2 separate regions of the Macaca mulatta genome follow, and region 2 is linked to region 1. A link is a contact called in public Hi-C data. All regions are on one chromosome and are shown on one strand. Each heading gives the region's core, a stretch centred on a gene start, on an enhancer-like site or on the middle of the called end of the contact. The rest is flanking DNA. Distances are from core to core; before and after follow the strand shown.

Evidence for each region. A called contact is a pair of places that touch in the nucleus more often than the background predicts.
Region 2: a contact with region 1 is called in a Hi-C map of fetal cortex germinal zone, with 4 times the contacts expected there. The contact joins the promoter of DCPH1 here to the promoter of ZBTB2 in region 1. A contact is called at or near these places in 6 of 14 Hi-C or Micro-C datasets (CD4 T cells, blood, cortical neurons and 3 more).

Annotation. Positions count from the first base shown.
Region 1 is chr4:70,111,223-70,118,651 of T2T-MMU8v2.0, reverse strand. It overlaps ZBTB2 (zinc finger and BTB domain containing 2), which reads left to right and starts at 4,131. Exons shown (of 3, transcript NM_001258066.1): 1 at 4,131-4,215.
Region 2 is chr4:70,170,322-70,177,741 of T2T-MMU8v2.0, reverse strand. DCPH1 (damage control phosphatase 1) reads right to left here and starts at 1,952. Exons shown (of 5, transcript NM_001257928.1): 1 at 1,799-1,952. The coding sequence starts at 1,839. It overlaps RMND1 (required for meiotic nuclear division 1 homolog), which reads left to right and starts at 2,236. Exons shown (of 12, transcript NM_001261698.1): 1 at 2,236-2,368.

The sequences.
Region 1 (7,429 bases), core at 2,882-5,381:
GGCCTCCTCTCTGCTCTTGCTTGAGTCACCTACTCTGGGGGTAGCTAGTCTCTGATGTGAGGACACTCAAGCAGTCCAATAAAGAACTTCCACCATCAGCCATAGCTGACTTGCCAAACGAGAGCCACCTTGGGACCTCATGAAAAACCCTGACCCAGAACCACCTAACTAAGCTACTCCCAGATTCCTGACCCACAGAAACTACATGAGATAAACACAAGTTTATTGTTTTAAACCACTAAGTTTTGGGTTAATTTGTAACAGCAAGAGAATACACCAGTATTTTTTAAATAGTGGGTCCTGAGACTCGTTAGTGGTTGAAAAAAATCAATTTAAGGCAGCAATATCAACTTTAAAAAAAAAAATAGAAGATAGTACAGTATATTACTCTTAATACAAGCACTATTTCCTAAAAATTGTGTTTGTTTTACATGTATGCGTATACTAGGTGCAATTTAAAATGTGTTTCTTATAACTACAGCTGAAAACATTAAAACCCACAAGTCTAATCAGTAGGTTTAAAACAAAAAGCTCCCTAAAGCATAGGGAGTTCCTTCAGGGACTCTGGTCTCAATAACAACCAACTATAAAACAAGCATTTTCTATAAACTTTATGACCAAAGCAACGAAATGTAAGACACTCTCACAATACATCTTTTCTGATGTATACACTAAGCTTGATACACAACACACAGGACATGGTTATCTGCCCTAGAGTTTAATGTTTAACATGTAAAAGTATGTCATTTTCCTAATTTAAGAAATTTCTCAACAGGACTTCCTTCATAAAATTAGTGAAAAATGCTGCTTTGGACTCAAACCGCATTTATTTTTTCCTACTATTATTATTATTTTTTTTTAATCAATGTTAAAGGAAATTTCATCTTCAACCTAAGCACACACACACTCACAAACACAAGAGATCTAGCACTATTAAATTGTTTTCTGGGCTGGGCACGATGGCTCACACCTGTAATCCCAGCACTTTGGGAGGCTGAGGAAGGTGGATCACAAGGTCAGGAGATGGAGACCATCCTGGCCAACATTGCGAAACCCTGCCTCTACTTTAAAAAAAAAAAAAAAAAAAATTAGCCGGGCATAGTGGCGGGCACCTGTAGTCCCAGCTACTAGGGAGGCTGAGGCATGAGAATCGCTTAAAACCAGGAGGCAGAGGTTGCAGTGAGCCGATATCGCGCCACTGTACTCCAGCTTGGGCGACAGAATGAGACTCCATCTCAAAAAAAAAAAAAAAAAAAAAAGTTCTCTGCTCATTGTCCAAGTCTCATTGGAACTATTCTCTTCAGAATACAAGCAAGTGCATATTTTTATGGTTGTGTCTCAGCAGAACACAAACCAAAACTTTCAGCAACACCAGACTGCAGAATATTCATGCAATCTTTTGATGAATCCACTCAGATTGCTTGCACTGTGATTTTCTTTGAAGTAAAAAGTGTTAAAAACTATTTCTGAATTCCTAATTTACCAGATTCTCAAAATACCAAAATAAATTGGCACATAATCAAAGAGTGATTTAACTTTTTTTTCCTTTTTAGATAGGATCGCACTCTGTTGCCCAGACTAGGGTGCAGTGATGTGATCATGGCTCACTGCAGCCTCGAACTCCTGGGCTGAAAGCGATCCTGCCACCTCAGCCTCCCAAGCTGAGATTATAGGCCCACACCACCATGCCTGGCTAATTCATTTTTTCTAATACATGGGATTTCCTTATATTGTCCTGGCCCATCTGCAACTCCTGGGCTCAAGCCATCCTTCTGAAAGTCCTGGGATTACAGGTGTGAGCCACCACGCTCAGCCTTTTTATTTTTCTTATTACTGTACTAGGGACATTTGTGACTTTCCCACAACGAGACTTAGTAGAGAACTGAAAGCTTCCCTTGGCCTTATCCTGAAATACACTAACTAGCTCTTACTTGCCACGGCTGTTTTCTCCTCAACCCTTGCAGATATATGTATCCATATAAATGTTTCTATTTCAACAAGTTGTAGAAAATATACAGTCTGTATAGCTCTCTTTATAATGCTATTACTTGATGATCCTGACTACAAGTTGGAATTATCTGCATACTTGGCAAAATTCAAGTGTGGCTGCCTATGCCTCAAGAGAATGAGCAGCAAACCAGCCCAGTCCTAAATTCGAGTAGCAGCTCTTGAAGAGAATAGGATGCACTTGATAGGCTTTCTTTAGGACTGATACTCAGTTTCTGGGCTTACCCTTGGGTTTCTTTCTATAAACCTATAGAGTGGAGCGCTAGGAAATACTCTGATCTCAAAAATAAGCATAGTTACTTTGACTTAAGACCAATTACTCTACACACATAGGCAAATTTCTGCCCAATGGTATCAAGTTCAGCATTAGTTATGCCCACTTTTTCTTTTATTTTTTCTTAAATCAGTATCACTCTTCACATGAGCACTCCACCAACACCATAAGGTTGAAAAATTTCAGAATGAAAGTCCAAAAGAATTAAGAACCTACAGATCTCTATGATTCTCTACAAAATAATCAACATCATTTTAGTTTCCTAATAAGATGAGATGGACCTCAATACTCAAGTCAATCCAAGGAACCAGGCATGCCAGTCTGAAGGCCAACTTTGATGTTCCAGTGACAGCGCTGCAGTAGAATACTAAGATCAGAATTTGGTTTTGGAGGCAGACATTTACTCACTAAAGTCACTTATCTAGTTGATCAAAAAACAGTAAAGTTCAAGGCAAGTGTACACTGAATCTATTATCCATCTGAGAGCCACTGAAGCTACACAGCTGCTTATTTTGTCTTCAAAGAAGGAATTAGTCATCAGTACCTGCAGGTATAACAACATTGCTAAATAAAAGATTTTTAGGAGGAACACTTCTATGTATTAAATTGTCTTAAGATGGTAAGCTTGCCTTAAATGATTTAAACTATGTGCCAGGCATTGGCTGGTGGTCAGACTGTGTAAACCAACATGGGTTAGACATCATAACCAGGTTAGCATGACTTGAAACCAGAGTATCCCAGAAACTGCTGCCTCCACTTCCTTAAGAATGCAGCCATATCCTTTCTAAATCTCAAAAAATCCTAGATGTGTAAAGATATCATTAAATTCCAATCCTCAAAGAACTAAACTGCATTTCCCCAAAAAACACACGAATTCTAGAAAAATGGCAACAACCAAAACTTTAAAAAGTTAAAAATGACCAGGAAATTCTAACTTATCTGCCTTGTTTCAGGATCTCCCCGTTGAAAGATTTTCCAAACCTCTAAATCTAACAGAATAGCCAACACTGGAATGCATACCTCAAAGACCAAAACCTAACAGGAGAATAAATTGTTAACAAACACGCGTTGCAGACTTTCATTTTTGGGAGGCCAACACTTCAAAAACGAAAATCCAGTTGCTGAAATAACTATCAAATTCAACCCTAACAGAAACATCTTACGTCGCTCAACTAATCTGCAAGGAAAAGGAAGCAACTCTACCTCTGTGCACAGTACAGGCATCTGTACTTCGGCATGACTTTCAGTTACCATTGGTGACAGGAAGATACTGGTTTACAGTATCTCCCCGGTTTAAAACAAACACGGAAAGTCAAGGGACAAGGGTAACGGCCAAAAGATCTCAAGCAGAAGCCGGCAGAAGTATACGAGCAGCGGCTCTCCATCTCTACCCCGAGCATCTCAAGGACTTGTCCTACCTAAACACTTTATGTAAACAAGGGGGCTTGTGACTCAGGCCTCCAGCCCCAATAGGTGGAGAGAAGTTTCCTCGCCTCGGCTGCACATGGTCTGCAGAAGTTTGGCTGGAGCAGAGCGCGGAGCCTGGGTGGGAGCGGCAGTGGAGTGCTGCAGGCGGCGGCGGCGGCGGCAGAGCAGCAGGAGGCGGAGGCGGGCGGGGGGAGGGGAGCGGCTGGGGGGGGCGGAGGGGGCTCTTGCCGCCACTGCTCTCTCGCCGCCTCTCCCCCCCGGCGGGAGCCGCTCGCAGCCTCTGTGCACAAGTCTCTCCGCTCTCTCGGTCATGTGACCTTAACGTAACCGGACAGGAAAAGCCCCGCCGCCGCCGCCGCCGCCGCGCCGGAGACACCGACCGCGGCGGCAGCAGCAGCAGCAGCAGCAGCGAGAGGCAGAGGCGGCGGCGGCGGGGAGGACAGCACGGCCGAGGCTGCCCAGCGGCGCCTCCTCCACACCCCCCGCCGCAGCAGCACCGGCGACAGGTAAGCGCGCACCGCCTCCGCCTCCCGGGGCCGGTGCCCACGTGCCACCCCCAGCCCAGGGTCCGGGAAGGCGGAGGGGGGGGCGGGGGCCACCGGAGCTCGCAAACGGTTCCGGCAGCGGCAGTGGCAACAAAGACGCCGAATGACCCTCGTCCCAGGGCTCCGGGTGCAGGCAGGCGGAGGGCTCGGGCCACTCGGGGACCCGGTTCTGGGAAGCGAGGGCAGGGGCGCCTCGCGGGGGCGGCGGCGGCTGCGCCTGGCGCCGGGGCTCTGGCCGCTTGACAAAACCATCCCCCGGAGCCAGGCGGCGGCGAGTCGGCAGCGGCTCCATCCGGGGTTTTGAGGGAGGGGGAGGGGACGGAAGCCGAGAGGGCGGGCGGCGGATCGGAGGGAGGGAGGGAGGAAGGGGAGGGGGGCGATTCGCGTTCCGTTCCCCGTGGCCGGTCCCTCCCTTCCCACCGCCACCGCGAAGTGCGCCCTGGGCGGCGGCGACCGGTGAGCGTCCCGCGCTGGAGCCCTCGGAGGCGGGCCCGTCAGGTGCGTAATCCTTCCGACGCCTCGCCGCCGCCTCCTGCTGCTGCCGCCGCTGCTGCTTCGGCGGCAAGGCCGCGAGCTGCGGAAGTGGGTTTGGGGGAGGGGAGGGAGGAGGGAGGGGGAAGGGAGGGATCCGGTCCGACCGGAGCAGGCCCGGCCTCTCTGGCGCTTCTCCCAGCTGCAGCGGCTCCTACAGCTGCTGCCGCTACTGCTGCGGCTCCGCCTCCCGCTCGCGGGCGGGGGCGCGCACGCGCGCTTCCGGCCTCCTCGGGTCTCGCGCTGTCTCCGGCTCTCGCGCGCGCTCATCCCCTCTCCCTGTCTGGGCCACCCCCGCCCCCGGCGCCGGGGCTGTTGCGCCGGCCGGGGCGTTGCGCACGGCGTAGGCGTCGGCATTGTGTTAAACTCCGCGGGACTTGCGGCGAGCGCGCGCGCGCACGCGGGACTGAGAGAAGCGGCGAGCGTGCAACGCGGCCGGAGTGCGTCGCCCCTCCCTCCCCCTCAGCCCCTCGGGGACGGGGACAGGGACGGGGCCGGGGGCGTGGCCGGCGAGACCGGAGGGGGCCAGAGGGCCCCGGCGCCGCGCCCCCGGCCCCGCCCCTGGCCAGGCCCCCGCCCCGCGGGGCGGGTGGGGCGAGGTGGCTGTTGCGGCGCGCTCAGGCGGGCTGGGGACGCGTCGGCTTTTGTGGCGCCGCCCCTGTCGCCCGCTCCCTGCGGCTGCAGGCCGGGCCCAGTCCCAGGTGCTGAGCGCGTTGAGCCGGCGGCTTCGAGCTTCCGCCCGACGTGCGATCTGCGCCAGCGATACAACCCGAGTTGGCCCCGAGCGCGCTGTGGTTTCGGCTGCTTAGCCTCGGGGCGTGGGACCCGCGCGGCCCGCACCCCCCGACCGGACTCCGAGGCGAGGAGGCTGCTTCCCGGGGCCGGCGTCGTTTTCTCGTTGTAGCGAAACCCCTAAATCGTTCTTGTTTAAACAAAGCCGCAAGAAAGAAGTGTTTAGCCAGAAGCTGCAAAGGAAGCTAGGTTTTGCCGCTTTTAGCTGGTAGTAAAAGAGGCAATAAAGAAGCGAGGGTAGCAGAGTAGGAGAGTGCCTGGGCCAGGAGAAGCTGCAGCTACGCCTTTTACTGCAGGAACTTCCACCCGAATACGTGAACTCCTAATTATGCCTTGGGGATATAACCCGGCTCTCGCTCCCCGCCTCCCCCAGCTGCATTGTTCATTAGCTCTTTCATCATACAATGGGCCCACTGAGTTTGTGAGCATCGATTCTATTCATTTTCTCACGGTATTATTTTAGTAAAATAAAGCGTAAAAGCATAAAGAAGGTCAGAATTATCAGAACCCCGGGGAGGGGGGAGGCTCTGGGATTACTTAAACGTGCTGCCGTGTCCTTGCTAATGTAAATCTATGCCGACCCCCGCTGGAGCGCCAGGGCTAGTTGTACACACCACTAGCGTTTTAGTGTGGGAGTACCCTGAAAGTTTAATACGGAATTGGGATTATGCCATTTTAATTCTCATTTGTCTAATTTATCACAAACCAAAATTATAAATTGGTAAGGTAAATTCCACTGCATTCTGAATGATCTTGGTGTGCATCCAGGATGTTTTCAGACTGTTAAAAGGTCATTTTTTTCTTTATTTCTTTCTTCTTTTTAATAAGAGACAGGGGTCTTGCCATGTTGCCCAAGGCGGTCTTGAACTCCTGGGCTCAAGCAATCCTCCCGCCTCGGCCTCCCAAAGTGCTGGGATTACAGGGGTGAACCACCGCTCCTGGACAAGAAGGCAATTTTTAAGAGCATAGTAATTTACCACTAATAGGACGTCCTTTTAAACTGGGCATTTCTCATTTAATAAACTTGTAGTTTATTTGCTAAACAAAGAATTGGCCAGTAATTGAAGCCATCATAAGTGCAAGAAGTGATACGCCAGTGCCACTGAGAGTCAACAGTGGAGTAGTCTACAGTGGAGTGTAGTCTACACCCCTAAAACTGTGTCATACAGTCCACCTGCATACTTGCCAGTTTTAAAGCTTCTCTTCAAAGGGGATGTAAATACGTTGATGCTCAGCAACCTAGCAGCAGAGAATAAACATAATCATGTTTTAAGTTATAAAATAAAAGCTGCCACGGTGACACCTGCTTTTTTGTCTTAAACTTTAGTATGAACTTTATAGTAACCTCCAAACTCTGCACTTTTGTAAGACAATATAAAATAATAGAAAAATGTGTTCATGGCCAAGCAAAGTGGCTCATTCCTATAATCCCAGCACTTTGGGAGGCCAAGGCTGGAGGATTGCTTGAAGCCAAGAGTTCAAGACCAACCTGGGTAACATAGACCCCCCATCTCTATTAGAAAAGAAAATGTATTCACCCCAACCCCATAAAGAGATGTACCTTATAATCTTGTGATTTCAAGTACCCACAGCATGCCCCTGAGTAAGTGGATGTGCTTTCCTCAATTTGAGACTTACCAAAATAGAGAAGGAAATACCTAAAGCTCATCTGTAGCATCGGCCTGGGATCAGCAGCTTTAGAGATGGGGACTGTCCTGCCAGCTGTTACTGTTTCTTGGTGCTTCATCTGTAGCCCCACTCACCTTTCCCTGTAGGAACTTGGAAAAGCTGGGCAAGCCCCGTGGCACCAGCCTGCACAGGAATGGAAGATTGAAACAACTGGTTTACTGGT
Region 2 (7,420 bases), core at 703-3,202, 61 kb before region 1:
AAACCTGAAAACTTCTCTGGTATGTCATGGAAGCCAAATTGTCTCAGGGCCTCTAATCCCAGATTCTCCCATGGAGTCTGTTGAATCATTCTTATCTTTCCTATTCTATTGCTTTTATTTTCCTAAATCAGAAACTCGCTTAGCAATGTGACAGGATAGGGAATGGATTAGCTTAGAAATCAAACAGGCTCTTGTCCCAGGTCTACTACTATCTGCTAAGTCACCTGCTAAGAAAGGTGAAAGAAGCAGTGCATGTGAAACCACTTTAAAGTGTCTAACGTGTTTGAACATGAATAATTAAAGGTACTTGTAAGCCTGTGTCTCTCGATTCTGTCTGTATTCTGAGTCAATTTTCTTTTCAAAGGTTTTCCCCTTCTCTGCCTTCTCTATCTGCACAATAGACTCCTTCCATCCTATTCTGCCCCTAAGCAAATGAAGGCATGCTACTGTCTTTCTCCCAGTCAAAAAATTAGAGATTTTATAGAAGTGTCCAAAAATGAAGCAAGCTGGAGATGAAGAAAAACTTATACCCGCATTAAAAAATTAAAGATATTCTTGATTTTATTCATACAAAAAAACCAAGATTTACAGATTATCATTTTATATCATTTTAAGGAAATACATGATTCAGGTAGAAACAAAGCTTTATTTGGTGGTGAAACTCCGTGCAGTTTTAAACATAGAGCACAGAGCTTAGCTGACCAGTGTTTTTATCTTCGGATCACAAGAGACAATCGTTAAATTATTAGGTTGTAACTCGGGTATTTCTTCAAAAGGTTTCCTCAAATGATAGCTAAGAAAAAAACTGCAAACACTTTCTTACTCTGCGGTGCCTCCAGTACCACCCAAAACAGTGATTAGGTTTTAATGTGTATAGTAACTACGTTGACCAGAATTTAATTTTTAAAAATCATTAATGAAAGAACACTAAAACCTCAGAGGGTAAGCAGGAATATTAAATCAACTGCCACTTGAATTTTCGCAGGCAGTAGGTACAGTAAGTCCTTTTTTGAGACTTTACTTTAATTGGAAAGTATTACTGTTTTCCTAACTACTACACTTCCTGCACCTCTGGAGCAAAGTCTCTGGCCAGGAATCGAGTGAGGCCAGAAGCCCTAGGGCGCAAAATTGAAGGAGACACTCTCTATACTTGCAGGACCTGAAACAGTGCCCGCTTCAATTTTGGGCCATTGGCGCCACTTTCTTGGCCTCAACCTACTTTCTGCGGTTTATTTTCCTCAAAGTGTTCTCGTCTTTTGCAATATTTTGAAGTAAGGACCAATTTCAAATATAAATTTGGCCAATTTATGCAAATGGATGTTCTTATTTGCACGGTCACCCACAACTTTACCCAAGAATCTGTAGCGTGATGACTATAAAGCAAAAAACTACAGACAGTTCTTACTGTGAGATTACGATTTGATCAACAGGAAGAAACCCGTTTCTTAACAGCTCTGAGATCCCCAACTCTTACGGAGAATTTTAACGCCCCCAAAGCGAGTTCATTAAAGTGAATAAATGAAAAGTGACCGCCAGGAACAGACCGCGAAGCTGAGCCCTGTCCTGATCCTTACGAGCAGCCACCGCGGGCGGGCTCCCTCCCCGGGGCCGCCTCCCCTCGCCTCCCCTCGCCTCCGAGCCAGTCCGCGAAACCCGCAAAGGCGTCCTGGGAAGCCGCGCCCGGCGGCGGGACTCGAACGCAGCCCACCGGAGAGCGAGCGCCCTCCGCTTAGTCCCCACAGGCTCCTGATGAGGCCCAGCTTTACGCAAAAGTGGGGAAGAGAAAAGTAAGACGAACCCCACGTCCTGTCCTGAGAGAGACGCCGGGACGACAGCCATTACGTTCCGCGATCCCGGCCGCAAAGATCGGCGCTCAACCGCCGCAGAAACAGAGGCGTTACCGCCGCGAAGGAGGAGCTGAGAATGGGGGTAGTGTGGCTTTTAAAAAAAAAAGTGCTTTTGAATAAAGAAACTTTATTTGGTGCCCGTACAAACGGCAAACAGTGGCTGGCCAGAGGACCCAATCTTCCGGGGACGAAGGCGGGGACAGCGGAAGGCGACTAGAGGAACGGATATGGAAGCAGCGAAAGCCGGAAGCAGGTAAGGACCGGGAGGTCCCAGGGCCTAGGGAGCGGAAGAGGTCGCGGCGACGCGGGTCACGTGGTCAGACAGTCACGTGGTCCGAGTTGCTCCCGCTAAGTGGGACCAGAGTTCAGTGCGCCTGCGCAGTATCGGGGGTGGGAGGGAGCGCCCTTCCAGGAGATGGGGTGGCTGCTGTAGTGAGAGACTGGTGCTGCGGCTCTTTCCCTGCAGTCCTGCAGAGGAAGCGCGCGTCCCTGGCCCTTCCTTCTTCTCTTCCGGCGGAGAGGTTAGTGTACTGCCTTTCCTTAGCTGCTTGGGTGGTCCGGCTCGGAGGTCTGCGCCCTGGCTCCTGGCCGCCCGGAACGTGTACAGTCACGGGTTACGCTGGTGCGACTGTGACCCTCTGCCTCTTACCGTGATCTTTGGTCGACTTAGCTGGGAGTAAAAAGCACTCAGTCAATTAATGAACCCTTTTTTTGAGCCAGTGCACCGCGGTAACTGTAGAAATCGATAAAATAATTTTGAGTTTGAGGAATTGAACGGCCTGCTCCCAAAGATGAGTGACAGTTGTCTCTTGAATCGTAGCCTAGCTGTAACTGATTTTCTTAATTGGTGTTATTGTCTAAAAGTTGAAATGTGCCCAGGAACTGAGTAACTGCCTAGTATTTCATTTTAAAAATTCGATCGAATGCCTACTATGTACTGGGCGCTATTGTCAGGAGATATAGTAGGAAAAAACACACAAATCTGTATCCTCAAGGAGCTTCCATTCTGGAGGGAAGACACAAAAATCAGCCCTTTCCTTTTTTTTCCTTTAGCGTTCTGTCTCACGTATTTTACTGATTTACCTTGTTTTTGCCTGTCACTCCCAATGTAAGGTTCAAAAGATTCAAAAGATAGGATTTTTGTCTATTTTATTTTCAACTGTATTGTCAGCAACTAGGCACAATGGCTGGCACATGATAAGAACTGAGTTGTTTTGCAGTATGAATTAATAAACTAAAAATTAAAGGTATGTAAGTGATGTTACACAATGGAGAAATGCAAAGTGGAGGAAGTTAGAGAACGGGTGCTGGTTGTGTGTTTTTAATGTAGTGGTTGGGGAAGGCTTCACTGGGTAGAAGACATTTTAGCAAACCTCCGAAGGAGGTGAAGGTGTGAGCCTTTCAGATCCCTGGGAGAAGAGCGTAAGGAACAGCAAGTGCAAAGATCCAGAGGCTAGAATGAGGAGCAAAATAAGCAAAGGAGAGAGCTGTCGGAGTGCTGATAAAGGGCCAGAGAATGTAGTGCCATGCAGGCCATTTTGAGGGCTTTGGCTTTTTTTTTTTTGAGACGGAATCTTGCACTGTCGCCCAGGCTTTAGTGCAGTGGCGCGATCTCGGCTCACTGCAACCTCCGCCTCCCGGGTTCAGGCGATTATGCTCCTGCCTCAGCCTCCCGAGTAGCTGGGATTATAGACCCATGCCACCATGCCCGGCTAATTTTAGTATTTTTAGTAGACACGGGGTTTCACCGTGTTGGCCAGGCTGGTCTGGAATTCCAGACCTCAAGTGATCCCTCCCAACGTGCTGGGATTACAGGCGTGAGCCACTACGCCTGGTCGGAGGGCTTCAGCTTTTATTAAGTGAACCGTGAAGCCATAGCCACATTTTGCGCTAAGATTTGACTTCAAAGGATCACTTTGGTTGCTTGTGTTGAGAAGAAACTGTAGGGGGCCCAAAACAGAATCAGGGAAACTGGTTAAAGCTATTATAATAATCCATGAGAAGGATAGCAGTTTGGATTAGGTAGTAGTATTACTGATGATGGGCAGTGGTCCCTAGAAGGCCCTTGGGATTTACTGACAGGTTGGATATGGAGAATAAAGAGTCAAAGTGGACTCCACGTTTTTGGCTTAGCAGTTATAAAGATACTAATTACTGCTCGTCAATGGGAAAGACTGGGAAGAAAGGGATGCAAGGGATTCCAGGGGTATAAGAGAGAGATTAGAATGGTAGACCATGGAGTTTAAACTGAATATGGAGGAAGTGAAGTCATGGGGAGTGAGAGACCGCGAAAAGGTGGTTGGATCATTGACTCGTGGGTCCTGTTGGTGTTGAAGAATTGTTGGAATTGGGTAATGGAGTGAGATGCAAAGATAGGAGGTGGTGCTTAGAGAGTAGAATGGATGAAATTGAGGTGAGGAGGTCCGATGTATTGATAATGACAGTAGGGCCTGTCTGATAAAAAAACAACGTAAGGCACAAATGTAATCTTAGGCTTTCTAGAAGGTGCAGTGATAAAAATGGGATGGGGTCCGGTGGCTCACACCTGTAATCTCAACACTTTGGGAGGCCAAGGCAGGTGGATCACCTGAGGTCAGGATTTCAAGACCAGCCTGGCCAACATGATGAAACCCCGTCTCTACTAAAAATACAAAAAATTAAGCATGGTGGCAGGCACCTGTAATCCCAGCTACTCGGGAGGCTGAGGCAGGAGAATCGCTTGAACGGGGGAGGCGGAGGTTGCAGTGAGCCAAGATCCCGCCATTGCACTCCAGCCTGGGCAACAAGAGCGAAACTTTGTATCAAAAAAGAAAAAAGAATAGCTAAAATGTATTTGAATAATGCATTTTATTTAGGTCAATATACCCAGACATATTATTTCAACAAATAATTGATAGAAGAGTTGAGATATTTTGCTTATTAAAAAATTGAGGCTCAATTTATACTAGCCAGAATTCAAGGGCTCAATAGCAATGTGGGTTGTCTAGTGGCTACTTTACAGGTTACAGGATAATGACCATGGGCATGAGTGGCTGAGGAAAAGTGAAAAACAGGACCATTCAGGAAGGGAGATTAGGGAACTCAGGGCCAGGGTTTTGGAAGAATCATCCCCACCACTGATCAGCATGGATATAGAAACCATTGAAAGTTACTGCAACAATAATATTACCTGTAACTTTTACATACATTGTAATAGTGCTTCATGTAGCCTCCATATTAAGGTAGTCAATAGCGTTTTGAGGTAAATAATTTATTCAAAGAGGCCAGGTGCAGTGGCTCACGCCTGTAATCCCAGCACTTTGGGAGTCCAAGGCAGGCGGATCATTTGAGGTGAGGAGTTGGAGACCAGCCTGGCCAACATAGTGAAACCCCGTCTCTGCTAAATAAATAAATATATATATATATAAAATACAAAAACTAGCTGGGCTTGGTGGCGCACACCTGTAATCCCAGCTACTCAGGAGGCTGAGGCAGGAGAATCACATGAACCTGGGAGGTGGAGGTTGCAGTGAGCTGAGGTGGCACCACTGCACTCCAGCCTGAGTGACAGATCGAGACTCCCATCTCAAAAAAAAAAAAAAAAGAATTTCCTCAAAGATAATGAAAGAATCCAGGACTGTGGACACATTTCTAAAATATTTTATAGTTAGGTTCTTCAAAATTAAGTGGTTCAACTGGAATGGAATAGTACTAATCAAAGGTGAACTGCAGTAGCCAATTGGACTAGAATGAAACACAGAATACCGGCTTTTGAAGGGATTTTGAAAGCAGCAGGTTCTACCTCCTAAGTATCACTGTGAATCATCTTTGTCCTTATCCTGGAGAGAGGTAATAAATAAATAAAAGGTAGTGGGTAAGAGTGTTGACTTTGGAATTGGGAAAGCCTGGGTTTTACGTTAATTACGTCTCTGCAGCTTCTTAATGGTGAGCACTTAGCCTCTTTAAACCTCAGTTTCCTAATCAGTGAAATGGGATCATTATGAGGTGAGGCCGAGCACTTGGCATGTAGAAAGTGCTCAGAGTGATGTTAGAGTCTCTCTCGTTTCCTCCTGCACATCATCACCAAAAAGTTGTTTCAGGAACATACATTTGACTATGTGACTCTCAGAGTTAGAAGCTCAGCTTTCTCCCCACCTGTAGAAACTCTTTGGGATGACTTTATAGATCCTCTGGTGATCTGGTCACCGGTTCTTTTTCGGTCCTTACCTTCTGCAGCTCACTCCTACCTCCCCTGAGATAGGGAGATAAATAGGACTCCATGCCTGAAGTGTTTGACTTGCTGATCCTTCTGCCCTTTCAAGACTCAGTTCAAATGTCACCTCTGTGACAATGCCACACTCTTCACATGCTCCTTTCTCTGGAAAAGAGCAATTTGTGCATCTCATTCATTTTCCTCTGCTAGACTTTGAATTCTGAGATCATTGATTCATGTATCTCTAGCACCTAATGTGTTATTTTTAAAAAAAGAATTATTGATTACTACGGTCTAACTTTTTTGTTTGTTTGTTTTGACACAGAGTCTCATTCTGTTGCCCAGGCTGGAGTGCAGTGGAGCGATCCTGGCTCACTGCAACCTCTGCCTCCCTGGTTCGAGCGATTCTGTATCTCAGCCACCTGAGTAGCTGGGATTAAAGGCACGCACCATCATGCCTGGCTGATTTTTTTTGTATTTTTAGTAGAGAGGGGTTTTCGCCATGTTCGCCAGGCTGGTTTTGAACTCCTGGCCTCAAGAGATTTCCCCCCCCACCCTTTTAGCCTCCCAGACTGCTGGGATTACAGGCATGAGCCACTGTGTGTGGCCTACTATAGGCTAACTTTAAAATAACACATTTCGTACTGTAAATAAGGGGGAAATTCTGTTTACCTTGTCTGGAAGGTTCATGTGTGTATCTGATGTGCCTCATGCACTCCCATGCCCAGCCCCAAGCTGAAAAGCACCTTCCCCTACTAGAATCAGCTTAGATCTTTCTGGGAGCCTTTCCTGATTCTTTTTTTTTTCCCTGAGGCAGAAAAAAGGCTGGAGTGCAGTGGTACAATCATGACTCACTGCAGCCTCGGTCTCCTGGGCTCAAGTGATCCTCCTACCTCAGCCTGTGAGTAGCTGCGACTATAGGCCTGAGCTGCCATTACACCCAGCTAATTTTTAAATTTTTGTCATTTTTGTAGAGATAATGTTTGGCCATGTTGCCCCAGCTGGTCTGAAACTCTTGGACTCAAGCAATCCCTTTGCCTCAGTCTCCCAGTGTGCTGGGATTACAAGTGTGAGCTACAGTGCCTGGCCAGTACAGATTTTTATATACTTGATATGCTAATGAAGTAAATGAAGTGGTCCCATCACTTTTTTTTTTTAAGGTTCTTGTTATGTCAGTAGCTTTATAATCTTGTAATCTTCCAGGAAGAAGGCCAAATGTTGATAAAGGCAAAGTGGCAGAAACACTGTACTTACTTTTTTAACCTTGTTCTTTTGCTAGAATTAGGATGTATCTGTTTTACAAATTTTTTTACAGAAACATGCCTATTACCTAGGGAAATATTATATATGTTTTAAGCGTTAATTTTAAAACTTGAACTTT